Linked DNA regions of Bos taurus: region 1 is linked to region 2. Evidence: chromatin contacts called from public Hi-C data. All regions are on one chromosome and are shown on one strand. The core of a region is the stretch at or near the end of the contact, and the rest is flanking DNA. Distances in the headings are between cores, read along the strand shown. Region 1 has its middle 270 kb from the start of PLEKHG7. Region 2 has its middle 220 kb from the start of BTG1.

Region 1 (5,024 bases), core at 1,111-3,610, 67 kb before region 2:
CCTTCTCCAACTCTCTAGAGGTAATCAAAACAAATGGCTGTGCCTGACCTTGGCATGTTCCCTGGCCCTCTGTGGTCCTGCGTTTGCTCCTCTTTGTGAAAGGCAGACAGTGTTATGTGACATCTAAGGTCCCTTCCTCCTCTAAACCTTCCAGCCTCTAACCCCAGGCTACTGCTTGCTGATTTATAAGACAATATATTGACTTGCCTGAAGATATTAAATGGCAAATATTTTAAAAAGTGGGTCCTTCTCCACTTTTTTATGTCTAGGTTATAAAATTATGATAATGATTACTTTTTCATTACTCACCTAATCCCATAAAACACCTCTCACTATATAAATGCACATAGGCTTTTTTCAACAACAATTACTCATTTTGTTGAAGGGAATCAGGTCCTTGCTAAAGGCCAGTAAGAAAGCACCAGCTTTCTGCTAGTAGACTCTACATTTTCTCTGGGCAAAAGGTTTACTGTGGCTGAGACCAATACAGCGTCACCCAGTGGCCCTCTCCTAAGGGAGATTACCGACTATTCATTAGTTGCTCCAAAGCTGGTAACGTGTGCCATGAGGTTGAGGAGAATAGAAGGAACATTTACCAGAAAGAAAAATTTAGATGTAATAGGTTCTTCCTCCTGGGTCTCTCTCTATTTCTTACTGTTAAACTGAAACCTTTTACATTGAAATCTTGTTTTCCTTTTTTATACTCATGACCATGTTTCAAAGCAAGTCTTATACCTCTTTTACAGCTGAGACTATGGAGGCTCAGAGATGTTAATGAATATCCCAAGCTCACCCAGGAATTCCTAAATGTGTCTAAAATGGATTTAAAAAATTGGAATGTTTAGGATATGGAGAAACCCTGAAATGATCACATCACTAAGGCAGGCCTGCCATAATGTTGTTTTCCACATTTGTAAAGTTTCAAGGAGGTACCCTGTGAACTGGAAGCAAATACTGAGGTATTTCACACCCCTATATCAAGAGGGTTTTTTGTGTTTTTTTTTTTATAGCTTATTTTAAATTTTATTTTATTTTTAAACTTTACAATATTGTACTGGTTTTGCCAAATATCGAAATGAATCCGCCACAGGTATACATGTGTTCCCCATCCTGAACCCTCCTCCCTCCTCCCTCCTCCCTCCCCATACCATCCCTCTGGGTCGTCCCAGTGCACCAGCCCCAAGCATCCAGTATCGTGCATCGAACCTGGACTGATTTGGGAGAATGGCATAGAGACATGTATACTATCATGTATGAAATGAGTTGCCAGTCAAGAGGGTTTTGAATCCTTTTCCCCAGTAGATTTACAGAAGTCAGGCATTATTTGAGATGTGATAGTAATGGATGCCATTGATTGAACTCATTATGCTCCCAGCTCTGTGCTAACCACTTGATAAGCATCATCTCATTTACACAGACATTGTTCCATAAGATGGTTACCACTGTCTTATGCAGACATGGGCACTGAGACTTATAAGGAAGTGTCACTTACCCAAGTATCATGGATTGAAAGATTGGGAATCCAGGTAATATCTGAATCTAAAGCAAATTGCTCCTATTGATTACTCTATAATGCCTTGGCACTGCAGGGCAGAATGGGACAAGGGAACCCCGTTTTCTCTCCCCATTGGAGCTGCACTTCCATATGGTAACTTGAAAGCCTGCATAAATCACTATTGTGACTAACGTCCACACCTAGCAATAGCAATTATGACAACCAGCCCTGTAAGTTCTCACCCTACTTTCATTCATTAAAAGTAGAAATTAAAGGGGAGGAAGGCAGATGGGAAAACCCCTGTCCCAAATGGTCGTTTGAGCAATAGAACAATCTCTGTAGTTATTTAAAGGGAAAAAAACCTGATTATTTATCAGAAATAGAACTATGAAAAGTCCACCTCCAGAAGCACCTCCATTGCAGCATTTCCCAGAAAGATCATTTATTGTTTACTTTAATAGTTTCAAAAATATTAAGGCATAACAAGATCTGCCAAACTAGATTGACTAGAAGATAAAAGATTCCCAAGAATGGAATGTTTTCAGTTGATTACAGCATAGTCAAGCCAAAGCTAGCAAGTCATCATTAAGGAAGAGCATGTAAATTCTGACCTTGGATTTTGCAGTAACGACATTTACACAATCATAGCTTAATCCAAGTTTGTCACAGGATGCTAGACTTTTCATATCATGGCTTTCACTCCTCAGCTGAAATCTGATTATGACAGCAGGCCTTTTCCTGGGAATTGAATAAGATTAAAATATATAGTGACCTGATATTTGTGGATTAAAGAAATGAGGTCAGAGATAGGAATTGGATCCGGGTTGGTAAACAACTGTGGCCACTTGTGTTGCAACTGTGCAGGAGGAAAGGCAGCCAGTGCACTCCCTGGAGTCCTGTAGACTGGACGGGCTTCCAGGCATCTGCAAAGCTTTTCTCCTCTGATCTCCAGCACTCACACGACTTTCTCAAAATGGCAGAAACAAGAACGTCTTTGTTTGTATCCAGTTTAGAAACATCATCATCGCGAACTTCTAACTTAGGTTTGATGTCTATCAGCGTATTAGAAGGTGACGGGAAAAGAAATTCGTTTCTTTCTCAAATATTTATTGGGTGCCTACAAATACACTGGGCATTGTGGAGCGTGTGGTATATAGATGCAGGAGCCGGACAAAGCCCCTGAAAAACAAGCAGCACTGCAAAATGGTTCATGTTCAGTACCAAGGGAGGCCTGGGCCAGAGTGTAAACACAGGAAACAGCCACTGCGGGCAGACGGCTGATGCTCTCCAAGAATTACAGACCAGATACACTCAGAGAAGTGTACAGTCAGAGAAAACTTCCTTGAAGTTGAAATGTGCCAGACAGTATTGTTTTTCTGAAATGGTCTATTTATTAAGTTATGATTTAGATACAGACTTCTTGAAAGAAAGAAATTCATCCACCTGATCGCACAACAGTAGCGCTGTGAAAGGACTTAAAAGAAACATTAGTGCAAAGATATTTTCTGGTTTTAATTCACTTCTTATCCAAGACACATACAGCATCGGTGTCATTTCTAGTAGAAGAAAACATCCACTTAGCGCTTCTACACAGAACAGGAAAGCGAGGCTCAGAGGCACCACATCTGGTGTTCCAGGTCTATACTGCCTCCTTAGTCTTGTTATGACTCAACTTGGCTACTCCTGTACAAAAGGTATGGGATTCTCAAAGAAAAGGTAAATAAATGTTAATTATAAGAGTAAAAGAACTGAATCCCTGATTGACTGCTATCCAGGACAAAAATAAACAAGGCAGAAAAAATAATATGCCCTGTAACTTTCTGAAAGGCATCAGGAATTTAGAGCAAGCTTTCTATTTGCATTTGCAGGACAGGGCATGAAAATATTGATTACTGTAAAGCAGGGAGTTGCCTGCCTGCCTTCAATAAAACACATTCTGCAAGTCTGATATTCTTGGAACAGAACGTTACCCCTTGGAATTTCCCTAACTCTGAAAAGAGAGAGTGGGTTTCGACTGTTTCTGTTCTAAATAGCATATTCTTGTTGTTGTTGTTCAGTGGCTCAGTTGTGTCTGACTCTTTGAGACCCGATGGACTGCAGCACGCCAGGCTTCCCTGTCCTTCACCATCTCCTGGGGTTTGCACAAACTCACGTTCTTTGAGTTGGTAATCCCATCCAACCATCTCATCCTCTGTTATCCCCTTCTCCTCCTGCCTTCAATCTTTCCCAGCATCACGATCTTTTCCAATGAGTTGGTTCTTTGCATTAGATGGCCGAAGTATTGGAGCTTCAGTTTCAGCATTCCTTCCAAAGAATATTCAGGGTTGATTTCCTTTAGGATTCACTGGTTTGATCTCCCTGCAGTCTAAGGCACTCTCAAGAGTGTTCTCCAACACCAGAGTTGGAAAGCATCAATTCTTCAGCATTCAGCCTTCTTTATTGCCCAAGTCTCATATCCATGCATGACTACTGGAAAAACCATACCTTTGACTATACACACATTTATTGGCAAAGTATTGTCTCTGCTTTTTAATATGCTGTCTAGGTTGGTCATAGCTTTTCTTCCAAGGAGCAAGTGTCTTAATTTCATGGCTGCAGTCACCATCTACAGTGATTTTGGAGCCCAAGAAAATAAAGTCTGTCATGGTTTCCATTGTTTCCCCATCTATTTGCCATGAAGTGATGGGACCAGATGCCATGATCTTAGTTGTTTGAATGTTGAGTTTTAAGCCAGCTTTTTTCACTCTCTTCTTTCACTTTCATCAAGAGGCTCTTTGGTTCCTCTTCAATTTCTGCCATTAGGGTGGTGTCATCTGCATATCTGAGGTTCTTGATATTTCTCCTGGCAATCTTGATTCCAGCTTGAGCTTCATTCATTCCAGCATTTTGCAAGATGTACTCTGCATATAAATTAAATAAGCAGGGTGACAATATAGAGCCTTGATGTACTCCTTTCCCAATTTTGAGCCAATCCATTGTTCCATGGCTGGTTCTAACTGTTGCTTCTTGCCCTTCAAGAAACATATTAAAGACACATTCTAACTTCCTTAAAAGGATGGATCTATGTGTGTTAAGAATTTGATGTCTTCATTTCCTCTGGATCCCAATTTTTTCTCCAAATGCACACCCTCACATGGTTTATATCATCACCTTCTTTGAAAAGACTACCATCTGTCTCTCTTGACCATCCACACAGGTCAGCTGCTTCATACATAATATGTTTCTAACATCATTGGTAGAAACTAGTTGCATCATTAGAAGTTTAGATCGCCTTTCCTGCTAAAATTAATCATCCTTCAAGCATATCTGAAGTAGTGTTAATATATATGTCTATGAATATTTTTTATCAGAAGGAGAAATCAAGAAGGGGAGTCCATGCCCCAACCTGCTCCTTGAATCTGGAAGGTCTTTGTGACTGCCTTGATGATAGAATGCCAAGGAGGAGATCTGGGTAACTTCTAGATCTGAGTTGGAGAAGTCCTTTGGCTCTGCCAGTGTCTCCTGGGACAGTCACTGTGGGAGATTTTGC
Region 2 (5,015 bases), core at 1,628-4,127:
CTTGCCTTCCTCAGCTGAGAAGTGGAAATGATAACTATATTTTTAGTTAATCTGAGTTAAGAAATGATATCAAGTATGTGACATGTTAGTGGGAGTGCAATAAATGGTAACTACTGCTCTCCTCGACTTAAGAGAGGAGGTAAGAATTCCTGGCAAGGCAAAGATCAATTTGCAAATTCAGTCACAAAGCAACTTAGCCAGAGTTATCAACACCCTGGAAGCAGAAAACAAGAGAAAGCTTGTGTTGAAAGTTGACCAGAGGGTGGAGAGGTACAGGGGCGGTGATGCAGGGCGGGGATTCAGGATGGGGTGGGGAACACATGTATACCTGTGGCTGATTCATGTTGATGTACAGCAAAAACCATCATGCTATTGTAATTATTCTCTACTAAAATTAATTAATTAATTAGAAAAATAAGTCTAAGACTGACCCAAGATTGCAAAGATTAAAAAAAAAAGAAAATTGATCAGGTTTCAGACCAAGGATCAGACAAAATTATTTAATTAAAAAAAAATAAATCTATGAATGACCCAAGATTGCAACAACAATAACAACAAAAAGAAAGCTGACCAGGTGACCAGGTTTCAGAGCAAGGGTCAGACTTCTGCCATAAAATAAACCCAAATCCCCAGCTCAACATGGGTACCCAAATCAGGTTAACCAAGGCATTTTGTTGTACATCAATCTTAGGATAAATGCTACCATTTAAACTCTAGCCTTACTACCCAAAGTGCAGTCCAGGGACCTGCAGCTTCAACATCACCTGGAAGCTACTCTTAGAAATGCAGGTCCTCAGGCCTTACCTCAGACCTCTAAGTCAGAATCTGAAGTGCATGATGATCCCTTAGTGATTCACATGGAATGTTCCATGAGTCGCACAGATCAACCCCAGTGCAGACTCGGGGGAGGGGGAGTATGCAAGGGTGTGAATGCCCTTGAGGAAGGTGGGGAGGTGGGACTAGTGAAAGGCCACCTTCAGGTCTGGGTCCCACACGTGTGCACCTTATGAAGCACTTAAACAGTGCCCTGCACGTCCCAGCATTTTGGCCAATATCATGACCATTATTTGGTGCTTCAAGCATCTGGGGAAAAGTTTATTTATATCTGTTGAGCATCAGGATGTCTCAGTGAAATCAGTTTTAGTTGAGAGGAGAGAAGAGGACAGGGAGAAGAAATATACCCTTCAATAAACCAAAAGAGGGTAAAAGGACTCAGCCTGCCAAGAACAGAACGAGGCAGTGAAAGCTCTGGCCAAAGGGGAGAATTTGACAAATGGTGGAAGGAAATAGAGTTAAGGGGTGCCACGCTGGCAGATAGGGGTATTTGAGCACGCTTACTGACTGTAACGACCCACCCTGTCTTGGTTCTCCTCTTCCTTCTCAGACTGAAATGTTTTGAACAGCTCTGCGGGCTCATTCTTCCTGCATCCTGGAATGACCTTCCCTACTTCCAAGACTGACAACACTCCCGCCTCTTGGCAGTGTCTCTCTCTCTGCTCTCACAGTGCGCCCTTTGTACCTGTGACCTGACTCTTATTTTGTTCTGTTTGATTTGATTGCCAGTTGTTTACCTCCATCTCTAACATTAAATTTGAACTTCCTGAGCCCAAGGACTGTGTCGTATCTAGTTTGAGACTTTCCGAAGTGCCTGACGCGTAGTAGATCCTCTATATATGTTGGTGGGAATGACATGTGACTGCGATTCAAGTTCTGTGTTCTTTCATCTAAAATGTACAAAGCCTCATGGTCTTCTTATTAACCACCAAATTAGTCAACCTCCAACAGAAAATAATGATTCCCTCTCCTCACACACACATTCCCTTTTTGGAGCCTGTGACTGTGCAGAATTAAATCGGGCAGTATTTATGACTTTAGCTATGATGGTGACAATTGATGTTGAAATTAAAAAGAAAACTGTAAAGTATTCTTTTTTATAACTTTTTAAAAAACTTTTTATTTTGTATTGGAGTAGAGCCAATTAAGAATATTTTGATAGCTTAAGGTGGACTGCAAAGGGACTCAGCCATACATATATACATGTGTTTATTCTCCTCTAAACTCCTCTCCTGTCCAGGCTATCAGATAACATTGAGCAGAGTTCCATGTGCTATAGTAAGTCCTTGTTGGTTATCCATTTTAAATATAGCAGTATAGTTTTCTGTGTAAAAGTCTTCCTTCATAGGATTTATTCCTGTGTGTTTGATGATTTTTCTTGGTATTGTGTCATTTTTAATATTCATTTTCTAATTATTCTTATATGGAAATATGATTTATGCATATTAACCTTGAAAAAAAGAGAAATTAAAAAGGACACAGAGGGACAGATTACCTCTAGACAAAGAGGAAGACTGGTTTAAAAACAGACTATTTCAGACAGCTGTGGGCCAGTCAGGAACTGAAGCAAATGTTTCATTGAGTTTTGCTTATAGTTGCCAATTCTTGTACTTTTTCCCCTTTATGTATCTAAAGCCATGTGCTTATAATATTCCTTAAGCACCCTTTTCATCATTACTTGCTTTTACTTTTCTTTACCTGCTCCTGGTAATTCCCTAATTAAAAATCCATCATAATACCCAACTTTCTTTTTTTGAATTGAAGGAAGTTTTTATTTACAGTAGATGGAATTCTATTATACCTTTGCCATTTTGGCTACATGGTATCCTTTTCTTCTCCTAGGACCCTGAGTCCCAAGTACTTTGTAAGGTCTGTTCATGGACAGGCACCCTGGGGCATAGCTTCAAGGGCTTTCCAGGTTGGGAGAAAAAAAAATCACAATGATCTCACTCTTGGAAGCGCAAGTAGGCCAAGTGTCTCAGGACAGACCCTGTCAACAACACAGAGTTCAGTACATGTGACCTTAATCTGCCCCATCGTTGAAGTCCTTGTCCTGAGACTCAAACTCAAACCTTGTGACTAGGTTGAAAGTACGGAGCTGTGAGCCCCACCCGTGGGTGGACTCCAGAATTAATTAGTCCTGGTTGCCAGTCCTGCCATCTGCGGATGCCTTTCCCCATAACGTGCAGGGAATTTACAGGCATCAGTCAACATGAGTAAGGGCTGAGTATTAGGATGGGACTTTGTGTTTCTCTTTTCCTAGCTAGTCCTTTAGTTGGGTCCAGCATGAGAGGCAATGCGAAATACTTAATAGAAAGAAACACCAATCTAGAGTCAAGCTAATCTAGTCTTCCTCTCACTTCCATTTCTTATTATTGTTTGGTCTTGGGCATATTATAATCTCTTTTCTTACTTGGAAAATGGGAATAATAATGCTTGCATTATTATTCATTACAATAATTAAATGACCAGAGGGATGTGCAGATGGTATTATTTTTGTTTCTGTCTTCCCTTAGACTGGAGTTCTGTCCTTCCAATCCAGGGGGTCCAATGAGGGTAGCACCCCAGATCCTATCCTCTGGTGCAGTGTCCACCCGCCAGCTCCCTCCATTGATAACTTGACTTCCACTTGAGTGCACTTCCATAACTCCTTGGAAGTAACAGCGGCCCAAATAAACACAAGGTCATTGTGTTCTCTGGACTTGTTATTCTGGATTGGTGGTTGCTTTCTTTGGGGCACAGTTTGGCTGTTGATTCAGTTTTCCCTCTCTTAGCCTTAGCTGGTTCAGGACCCTCCCATCCCTCTGCTCAAGGCCAGTAAGACACAGGCAAGCAGAGTGGAAAGTGAGTGTTCAAGTTTACAGGCGTTGAGGTTGCACAGCTTGAGCTTAATTCCCATTGCCACTACTTCCTTACTGTGAGACTTTAGGCAAGCCTCTCAACTCCTCTAAAGCCTCAGTCCTTCCATCTTTAAAGAGAGCTTCAGAGTATTATGTAACTCTAAGACGGTGGGGAGAGTCACTTGAAAAAATACGTATGAAGCTCTTAGCAAAGTTGTTGTTGTTCAGTCACTAAGTCGTGTCCAACTCTTTGTGACCCCATGGAGGACAGCATGCCAGGCTTCCCTGTCCTTCACTGTCTCCTGGAGTTTCCTCAGACTCGTGTGCATTGTGTCAGTGATTAGCATAATGAGTGCTCAATTAGTACTGGCTACTATTTTATGCTTTGTGGCTGAGCCCAGCTGTGCGCTGATAATAGGCACTAATCATGAAGCAGTATTTCTGTCCTGAATACTGCTTACCTGTCAGTATTGGAATCAGGCCACTACTGTCGTCTGTCAAGTTAGGCAGTTTCAATTTTGTGTGATGTATTTTGGGTAAAGGGATGAGTGATTCACTGGCTACATGTACACTGGAACATGGTTTTCATTTGCTTTACCTCCTCTAGTCACAACTGACCTCAGAGTTTGGGTTTGAGGTAAGGAAAGAGTAATCAGTCAAGATTCTTACTTTATCTCCGTTAGTATGTTTATTTCGTTGTTGTTCAGTTGCTAAGCTGTGTCCAACTCTTTGCGGCCCCAGGAACTACAGCATGCCGGGCTTCCCTGTCCTTCGCTATCTCTCAGAGTTGGCTCAAACTCATGTCCATTGACTCAGTGATGTCATCCAACCATCTCATCCTCTGTTGCCCTCTTTTCCTATTGCCCTCAATCTTTCCCAGCATCAGGGTCTTTTCCAATGAGTCAGCTCTTCGCATCAGGTGGCTAAAGTACTGGAGCTTCAGCTTCAGCATCAGTCCTTCCAATAAATATTCAGGTTCATGAGGCTAAAGGAAAAATTTGAATCTAGAAGAAAAGTGATCTGTAAGCAGTCTATTGTGATAATCTCAGTGAGAATCTCTCAAGGCCTCAGCTAAGCAGAAGGATATGAGAGTAAACGTCCCCATGAATTCTGGGCTTTAGAGCACCCTGCATGTCAAACTACATTGATGAAAGAATACCTGGGAGCCTCTGTGACTTGGAATCCTGCACTCAGGGCCAGCAACCACATGACGGAAACCCAAGACACCATTCTTTTGCTAACACCATTGGAGCCCTAGGAAAATACTTCTCCAAGTCAACAGACTTGGAGAAGTATTCCTCAGAAGAAACAACAGTTGCATCCATATGCCATAAAGGTTTG

Evidence for each region. A called contact is a pair of places that touch in the nucleus more often than the background predicts.
Region 1: a contact with region 2 is called in a Hi-C map of skeletal muscle, with 3 times the contacts expected there. The contact joins two enhancer-like sites. A contact is called at or near these places in 2 of 11 Hi-C or Micro-C datasets (liver and skeletal muscle).

What each region holds. Positions count from the first base shown.
Region 1 is chr5:22,296,122-22,301,145 of ARS-UCD2.0, reverse strand. No RefSeq gene overlaps it. Among named protein-coding and RNA genes, the nearest start is that of PLEKHG7, 270 kb to the left of the region's middle. Within about 2 kb of position 2,360, at least 5 of the 102 cell types and tissues checked have an H3K27ac peak or open chromatin away from gene starts, as enhancers often do. A contact at or near this core is called in liver and skeletal muscle, where this site is marked.
Region 2 is chr5:22,229,918-22,234,932 of ARS-UCD2.0, reverse strand. No RefSeq gene overlaps it. Among named protein-coding and RNA genes, the nearest start is that of BTG1, 220 kb to the right of the region's middle. Within about 2 kb of position 2,877, at least 7 of the 102 cell types and tissues checked have an H3K27ac peak or open chromatin away from gene starts, as enhancers often do. A contact at or near this core is called in liver and skeletal muscle, where this site is marked.